Linked DNA regions of Mus musculus: region 2 is linked to region 1. Evidence: chromatin contacts called from public Hi-C data. All regions are on one chromosome and are shown on one strand. Each heading gives the region's core, a stretch centred on a gene start, on an enhancer-like site or on the middle of the called end of the contact. The rest is flanking DNA. Distances are from core to core; before and after follow the strand shown.

Region 1 (3,981 bases), core at 426-2,925:
GCATCTTGTCAGTGGTATCTGTGGAGGGTACTGGCACCTGCTTGGGCACACGGGTGGTCTGAATGAGCACCGTGGTAGAGGTGGTATATGCCGGCTGGTAACCAGTGGATGTGGTGGGAACAGGCTTGTACTTCCGTGTTATGTCCTCAGGTGATATCTCTGTGGTTTCCACTGTTACAGTGGTGAAGAAGCTGAAGTTGGGGGTGTTGAGCTCGGCCGAGCTCACATTGAGGTAGGCCGAGGCATTGGAGTTGCCTGCCACATTGGTCACCATGCATGTGTATACTCCAGTGTCTATGAGCAGCACACGAGAAAAGTTCAAGGTGCCATCATTGAGAACAGAGATCCGGGGATGCCGGGAGGCGTGGCTGAGCACTGTCCCATTGGGCAGCAACCACTTCACAGAGGACATAGGGGGAGTCCGACACTTCAGTTCTGCCATCCGATCCTCAGAGATATTGAGGTCCCGGGGTGCATCCATGATGAAAGGGGCAGAGCACTGAAAGGCAGCCTGGTCCACCTCTACCAGGTAGCGGCCTCGCATGTGCATGGGAGCATGACAGCGGCCACAGCAGGTGGAATTGGTTGGGATATACTCCCGAAGCCACCAAGCCAGCCACAGAATATCACAATCACAGTTCCAAGGATTGTGGTGTAGGTGCAACTCCACCAGGTATCTCAGGGGTGTGAAGAGGTCATGGGGCAAAGATGAGAGGTTATTGTGGGCTAAGTTGAGTTCCACGAGGGAAGCCAGTCCGTCAAAAGCATTCCGCTCAATCAGGCTGACCTGTGAGTTCATCACCCACAGTTTTTTGAGGGAGCTTAGGCCATGGAAGGACCCAGGCCTGATCTCAGGAAAGTGGTTCCCTGACATCTCAAGCTCCTCGAGCCCCACCAGGGGTGTAAGATTGGGCATATCCTTAATGTTGCACATGCCCAAGTTCAGGTACTTGAGGTTGAACAGCCCCTCAAAAGCCCCCTCAGAGATATACTCCAGCTTCTTGAGTTCCCCCAAGTCCAGACGCATGAGGGAGGGCACCCGGTTGAAGGCATAAGAAGGGATGCTCTCAATGGGATTGTTTCGCAGCCAGAGCTCCCGCAGTTTGGACAGGTACTCAAAGGCCCCACTGGGGATGACTGTCAGCCAGTTGTCGAACAGTTCCAGAGTGTTGAGACTGGCGAGGCCATTGAAGGCCCCCACCTCTATCTGCCTGATGGAGTTCCTGCCCAGCTGCAGGACCTCCAGGTGATGGAGGTGCCTGAAGGTGTCGGCCTGAATCATCTGGATGTTGTTTTCCATGAGGTTGAGATACCGGGTGTTGGAAGGAATACCCTGTGGGACCTCAGAGAGTCCCCGGCGGGTGCACACCACCTTGCTGAACTGGTTACTGCAGGAACAGACGGAGGGGCAGTTTTGGGGCCCGGCTGAAGCGGCAGCAGCGATGGCTGCACACAGAATCCACACTTGCGCCGTGAGGTAGACGACGGGAAGCAGGACGGCATTCCAGGTGTGGTGCACAGTTACCTGCCACAAGAGCTTCATGGTGTGGCACGTTCATAATTCACCATCGCCTGGGATTTTGGCTTGGAAAAGAGAACCAGCCTTACCCCGGCTTAAGTGAGCTAGGAGCTCCTCTTTCCATCTGGAGAAGGAGGTGGGGAGGGGGCGATTAGAGACAAGCAGATCGGCCTAGAAAAACCCTGCGAAACTACTGAGCGGCCCCTCATCTACCAGCCCACCCTCAAGGCCAACCCATAGAAAGCTAAGACTCTCTCCCACGTTGCGACCATCCCCACCCAATTCCCTGTCACCTACCTCGGAAGGAAAGCAGGAAAGAATTAGCGCTGTGTCCTTAAGCTTTCTCCACGAGAGCTGGGCTCATCGTTCCCATTCTGACTTTAGTTTTAATTAACAAAGGGGGAAGTAGTGGGGGCAGGGAGGGCAGAGGGGAGGGGAGGGGAGGGGTAGGGGAGACAAAATGGCTTCTAGTAAATCCGGAGCCGGCGAAGCCGCGGAGTTGAGGCGCGCCAGGGAGAGCCAAGGCCCGGCGGGCTATGCAGGTGCATGCCCCCCCGAGAGCCCGAGGAGCGGCGCCACCAGCGCTTCCCTGCTTTGTCCTTGGACCCTGGCACCAGCTTGTTCCAGTCGCGGGAGAAGGCGCTTCATCGCCAAAGTGTGTCTCCAGCCCCCAGCCCTCTCCCTGGGCCGCCGCGGGGGATGGGGGTGCGGGGGCGCTCCCGAAGCCGCCCAGGCCGCGCTCGCTGGTTGCTGCGCTGCTCTCCACTCTGCTTTCCCAGCGTCGGCCGCCCAGAGCTGGCGGCAGCTGATTGCAGTCGTGAGCTCGCGGGGCTGCGAGAGTTAAGAGGTGTTCGCTGCGCCTTCGCCCTCCCTAGGCACACACCCCCTTTTCTCTTCGCCTCTTCTCGGAAGGGTTAAAAAGACAAAAACTGGGCTCAGTTCTCCAGTCCCGCCGTCTGCTGGTGCGGGGAGCGGTAATCCGTCCAGCCCCAGAGGGGCAGCGGCGTGGACGTGGTGCTGGGACCCAGTCCGCGAACGGAGGAGCGCGCAGCGCCCGCGGTCGCGCCCGCACCGCAGGCCCCTTCAGGGAGTCCGGGGGCGGGCGCGGGTCCGGCAGCGGCGGCGGCCGCAGCCCCCGGCAGCGCGCAAGCGCCCGCCGCCGCCCGCCACTGCTGGGCTCCCGGCGCGCCGCCGGCCCCGGCTTTGTGCGGAGAGTGCGAGTTCGCCGCTGGGCTCCCGGAGCCTTCAGCAACGGAGCTGCCAGCGGGCTGCTGCAGCGGCCAGAGCGCTGGCGACGGCAGCGTGAGCAGTGGGGGTAGCGGCTGCGGGAAACGCTCCGAAGCCGGTGAACATGGTCCCCGCTGGCTAGCGGCGGCGGTGGCAGCAGCGGGGCCCCTGCGCTCGGCGCCCACCGTCTCCTCCTCGCGCCGGGCTCGCGGTGTTGCAGGTGGCAGCCACGCAGACTGCTCTCTCATCCTTTTGTCCTTCAGTCAGAACGTGAATGTACTGCTGACGCATACTGTTCTAGGGAGAAGATTAGCGTGATGCAGTGCTCTTATGTATTAACACCGCTCTCCCTCTGCCGCCTGCCCTCAAGGGGTTAACGCCGCGCCTTCCAGCACGCGCTGGCTCGCGCCGCGCAGCCCCGAGTCGCGGAGGGCTGCCTGCCTTCCTCGCTTCTTCCTTCCTTCCTTCCTTCCTTCCTTCCTTCCTTCCTTCCTTCCTTCCTTCTTTTTCCCCACCCCCCTCCCCCCTCCCCCGCAGCTTCCTCCCCGCCCCCTCTAGACGATCGGAGCGGCCCGAGCGGGCGAGCGGGCGAGCGAGTCCGAGTGAGCGTCAAGTGAGGGGCTGCGCGCTAGTCGCAGGCGTTCGCAGCTATTTTGGTCAGGTCGGAGCGAGTGGCTGGTTGGCCGCTGATAGGCTGGAGCCGTGCGGGGCTGCAGCGGAGACTGCGCGGCCCCCACCCGAGCCACCCAGCACCCTACAGCCGTGGACTGCTGGGCTCAGGGGCCCGGGTGCGGCGGCCCTCGGTGGGGCTGCAGCAGTTGGCCGGCCTCCTACGAGCGCCCGCGTCATCCGCACCCCCGCTGAATGCTGACGGGGTGCCTGGCTGCGCGGCCAGAGTTTGGATCTGCAGGATGGTGGGGACCTAGGGGCAGGCAGCCGAATCCACGCAAGGGCTGCGTTGAGTCAGAAGACCAAAGTCTATGCTTCGCCTTACTCTGTGCCTGTCCTTCCAGTCCCCTCTCTCGAACATTTTCTTGCCCCCTCCCCTCTCCCACAGTAACTAGGGCTTTAAATGATAGTTTTCTTAATGAGGGCTGTGGGGGCGGGAAACAGTGGGAAGAAAGACCAAATTCAAGGAGTCGGGGAAATGACAACCTGGGGAGGATTGAGGTGAGTTCTGAGAACCCATGGTGCAGCAGCCCGTGGTTCATTCATTGGGGAGCTGCCTGCAGCCT
Region 2 (4,136 bases), core at 426-2,925, 46 kb after region 1:
TCTCTCTCTCTCTCTCTCCTCCCCCACCCCCGTCCCCTCCCTCCTCCTTTCTCATCCCAGCAGGGCCTTGAACAGGGCTGGATTGGCCATTGATTAGTTTTATTGAGCTTGGCCACCCTGCTGTGTGTTTGAAGGCCTCTGCCACCATGGCTCCATGCCAGCCACACCCTTGGAGCCTAGTGAGTAGGGATATTAAATAGGATTTAGACAGCCAATGGAGTCCCTTGGCACATTTCTCTTTCCTGTCAGGAGGAGGGTCTGGGGCTCCCTGGAAAAAGCACAAAATAGAGAAAGGATGGAGGGCCAGAAACCAGGAGGAGACACAGCCTCTGCTCCTCGCCTATTCTGACTTATACCTGTGCCCAGCACAATAGGGTCCTTCCCTGTGACAGCTGCAGCAACAAGGGGACCCTAGTAAGTTCCAGATATAGTAGGAACCTGAGGAAATCAGAAACTTGCTTGGCAGAACAGCCTGCAGCAGAAGCAGAGGAGGGAAGGGTGGAAGTCTGTAGCTAGAGCTGTGAAGGGTCTCAGCAGTGCCTTGCCCCAAGACAGATCCACCGTGCCCCCAGCTTTGCAGCAGAAGAGAATCTTTCTTTAGCCTGGCCACCATCCGAGTTCAAGAAGACATCACCACACAAATGCACTCACAAGTGACCCAAGATCAGGGGAAACTAATTACCAGGCTCCTCATGTGCCTAGGCCCTGCTGCTGAGCCAAGATTCATAGCTCCTTGGCCATAAGGGGTCTTTCCCAGCCCCTCCCTCCCTCTGCCAAGAACCTGGGAGTGACTCTGTACACTTACTGCTCCTTCTAGAAAAGACCTTTGAATTTTCCTAGTCAGCTCGCATGGGTCCAGGAAAAGCAGCATCCACCCCAAAGATTCCCTCAAACAAGAACATAGCAGGGATGTGAGCTCAGAAGCTTCCTGAGGCTGTGGGCAAATAGCACCTGTCTGCCAAGGGGCCTTTCCAGTGTGTCTGTCTGTCTGTCTGTCTGTCTGTCTTTCCTCATGAGCTTGTTCTACACAAGAGCATTATCAGTCAATAGAGGTGTGTTCTAAGGATGAGGACCACACCCATCCTAGAGAACTGGTTCCATCACGCCAAAAAGATACGCTGCATTTGCCAGCATGCCCAGGACCACTGGGCACCAAGTCCCAAGGAATAGCTTAGCTGCCCCCTCTCCCTCCCAAAAAAACAAGGAACCAAAGAGCCAAATCCAAAGAGCTGAATTCTCACTTAGACTCAAGGTTCCTTCCCTGAGGAGCAGCTCTCCCTCTTCTAGCCCTGATTCTCAGCAGCCCACAGCACCTGCCACTCCATAGGAGCCAGCTAGGCACCTTGTTTTCATTGTCTTCTCATCCCAGGTGGCAGTATGTACTCCCTCTGCCAGGTGAGCTATCCGACCTGGGGTTGGAGGGGGAGGGATCTGTCAGACTTTCATTTGCATCATTGGTGACCTCAGCCTGTTACCCCCCTGAGCCTGAGATGAACAAAGCTCCGCCCCCTCTCCCCAGGGAGGGAACCCGGTGCTGTCGCCTAGGGCTCTTTCACTTGAGGACTCATTAGCAGTTTCTGCTCTCACCCTGTCAGTCAGCTCCAGATTCATCAACGCAGCTGAGGAGAGCCCTCCCCAGCAGCCACAGCCCAGGAAGTAGGGTGGGGGAGGGTTGGTCTCTGAATGGCTCTCAGATCCTCTCCATCAGCCAGCACTGAGGCCTCGTCTCTTTACCAAGCTGCAAGCCTGGAAAGAGGCAGCTAGAGGAGTAGGCAGAGCAGGGAGGGGAGGAAAGAGCCACTGCAGATAACCCAAGCAGGCATGCACCAGGGTGCTGAGAGATCGAGGGTGAGAAGCATGGGTGCTGGCAGGAAGGAGAAGACTCCTGGGTCAGAGAGGTGGCTGGCAGTGGCTCAGCCCATTTAAGGCAGTGATGACAGGCTTGTCTTAGAGGCTGTGTGAGTCCTATTGATCTGTGGAGTTCCAAGAGCCCAGTCGATAAGAATGACTGCCTAAGCTGACCCATTCCAGCCAGAGAAGCCTAGAGGAAAGACCTGAAGGCCTTGTTTGAAAGCTTCCATGACTGTCCTGTCCTGTCATAGGGAACTTGACTAACTTGAGGTGTTAGTGAAGACAGTGGGCATTAGCACCCACTGGCTGCTTCTCCTGGCCAACCAGGGCTGGTGCTGGTGCTGGTGCATGTCTTAAGTCCCTGGGTGATGGAATGAGAACGACAGTAGTAGTGATGGAGACAGATGTTAGCAGCTAGAACCTAGCCAGAGTAAGCCCTACACGTGGCATTGTGAAAGGCACTTCTTTCTCTATGTGGAATGATGGAAAACTTAGGCCTAGGTTTAGCCATTCCCTTCGATAGCCCCTAAACTCTTGCCTCTCCTTTTGGTAGAAAGGCAGAAGTGTAAGCCTGGGGTGACTCAAGGAGGTTCCATAATTGTAGCATGCCTGCCTTTCAGCTCCTTCCAGGGGCCACCCAAGAACCTGCTCATTAGCTGAGAATGTCAGTGACTAGATGTTAATGTTCTAATCAAAGGAAGTAGACCCAGGGATCACTTGTTAAAGTCAACACGAGGTAAAGGGTAAATGTGCATGCCGCTAAGCCTTCCCCAGAGCCCCCCTGTGCTGCCTCTTGCCTCCAGACACCCAACCATCACCAAGGGCCTACTTCTGACTGCACACCTGTGTACCTCAGTTTCCCCATTTGCAAAAGAGGAATAGTGTTATACTCATTCAAAAAGGTTGTTGTAAGGCTCAACTGGATTGATACCTAGAGAGTGTTTAGAAGGTTCGTGGCACTGGTGAGCAAGAAGGTTTCAGGCTAATATCATCCTCTTCCTCTGTACACGTCTTCATGATGCCATGTGTGGTCCTGTCTCCTGCCTCCCCATCCACTTCCTGCTACTCAGCTGGAGAGCCACCTCCCTCCCCTGCGCTGACAGGCCTCACTACTTGGCTAATCTCCTGGCCGCAGGATTGGACTTGACGCGTTGTCACGTCGAATCAACTTCTGAGCTGCTGCAGCTCTGGCACAGGGCATGGGGAAGGAAGGAAGGAAGGAAGGAAGGAAGGAAGGAAGGAAGGCAGGCAGGCAAGAAGAGAGGGAAGTGTGGAGAGGGTGGCCCAGCCTCTGAGCTGAGGTCAGAGCAACCTGCTGGAGGTGAGGAATCCAGAGCACAAGAAAAACAGTTCTTCACAGAGCCAAGTCCCCCATTCCCAGCTGCAACTAGGAGTGCCTCAGGAACAGGAGTGGCCATAGAAATGACCTGCAGAGTGACCTTGCAGAGCACTGTGGGAAGGGAGGTGGAGGTTTGAAACTAGAGGGACTGAGCAGACTGCCCAAAGCCAAGGCAGCTCACTGGTGGGATCCTTACACTCTACTCCTGGGATCACCTGGAACTCGGTTTGATTCTAATTTAATAAGCCTGGGGTGAGATCCTGGAGCCTGTTTTTAAATAAGCTTCCAGTTTGATATCTGTCAGAATCATGACCCTCTAACCTGGAACTTCAGAGACTCCAGCTTTCCTGCTCAGAATCAGCCCTGCAGTGACCCCAGACTTACCCAAGGGCAACACCTATTTACCCAAAGCCCCTGGTTGGGGGTCCTCAGCGATGTCCCCCTCAGCTACCCTGTCTTCACTACCGCACCTGCAGGTCTGGGCCCACTATGAGGAGCGGCCTGTGGAGGAGGTCATGCCTGTGCTGGAGGAGAAGGAGCGCTCTGCCAGCTACAAGCCGGTGTTTGTGACCGAGATCACAGATGACCTGCACTTCTATGTGCAAGATGTGGAGACTGGTGAGTGCCTGTGTGCTGCCCCCTCACAGATCCCCCACGGAACTTACAACTGCTACTGCCCCTGCCTCCATCGCACTGGGACTATGTCACCTCTGCTACCCACAAGTGAGCCCTGGAGTGGACATGTGGCAGGCCAAGCAGGTCCTCTGAGGACAGGTGGCATTATAGATTCATCTGGGTGGTTCTCTGAGACTCTTAGGTAATGGTTTTCCTCTCAGACACCCCTGGCAGCCCTGAGCGTGAGGATTTGTTGCCTAAGTGTGTCAGGAATCATGGAGCAGATTGTCTGATATGATCAGGGGGCCCTCTTCTTACAGAGGACCAGAAG

Evidence for each region. A called contact is a pair of places that touch in the nucleus more often than the background predicts.
Region 2: a contact with region 1 is called in a Hi-C map of cortical glia, with 2.2 times the contacts expected there. The contact joins the enhancer-like site here to the promoter of Lrrc4 in region 1. A contact is called at or near these places in 1 of 39 promoter capture datasets (hippocampal neurons), 1 of 15 datasets of contacts at CTCF or cohesin (the NIH/3T3 cell line), 14 of 484 Hi-C or Micro-C datasets (3T3-L1-derived adipocytes, the HPC-7 cell line, brain and 9 more), 11 of 115 datasets of contacts at active chromatin or transcription factors (bone marrow-derived macrophages, double positive thymocytes, embryonic fibroblasts and 7 more) and 4 of 9 other capture datasets (adipose tissue, liver, macrophages and 1 more).

Annotation. Positions count from the first base shown.
Region 1 is chr6:28,830,072-28,834,052 of GRCm38.p6, forward strand. It overlaps Lrrc4 (leucine rich repeat containing 4), which reads right to left and starts at 1,676. Exons shown (of 1, transcript NM_138682.2): 1 at 1-1,676. The coding sequence starts at 1,543. The region is part of intron 16 of Snd1 (staphylococcal nuclease and tudor domain containing 1); the gene reads left to right.
Region 2 is chr6:28,876,531-28,880,666 of GRCm38.p6, forward strand. Snd1 (staphylococcal nuclease and tudor domain containing 1) reads left to right here. Exons shown (of 24, transcript NM_019776.2): 18 at 3,667-3,808. Among named protein-coding and RNA genes, the nearest start is that of Lrrc4, 47 kb to the left of the region's middle. Within about 2 kb of position 1,676, at least 76 of the 459 cell types and tissues checked have an H3K27ac peak or open chromatin away from gene starts, as enhancers often do. A contact at or near this core is called in brain, cerebral cortex, cortical glia and 3 more, where this site is marked.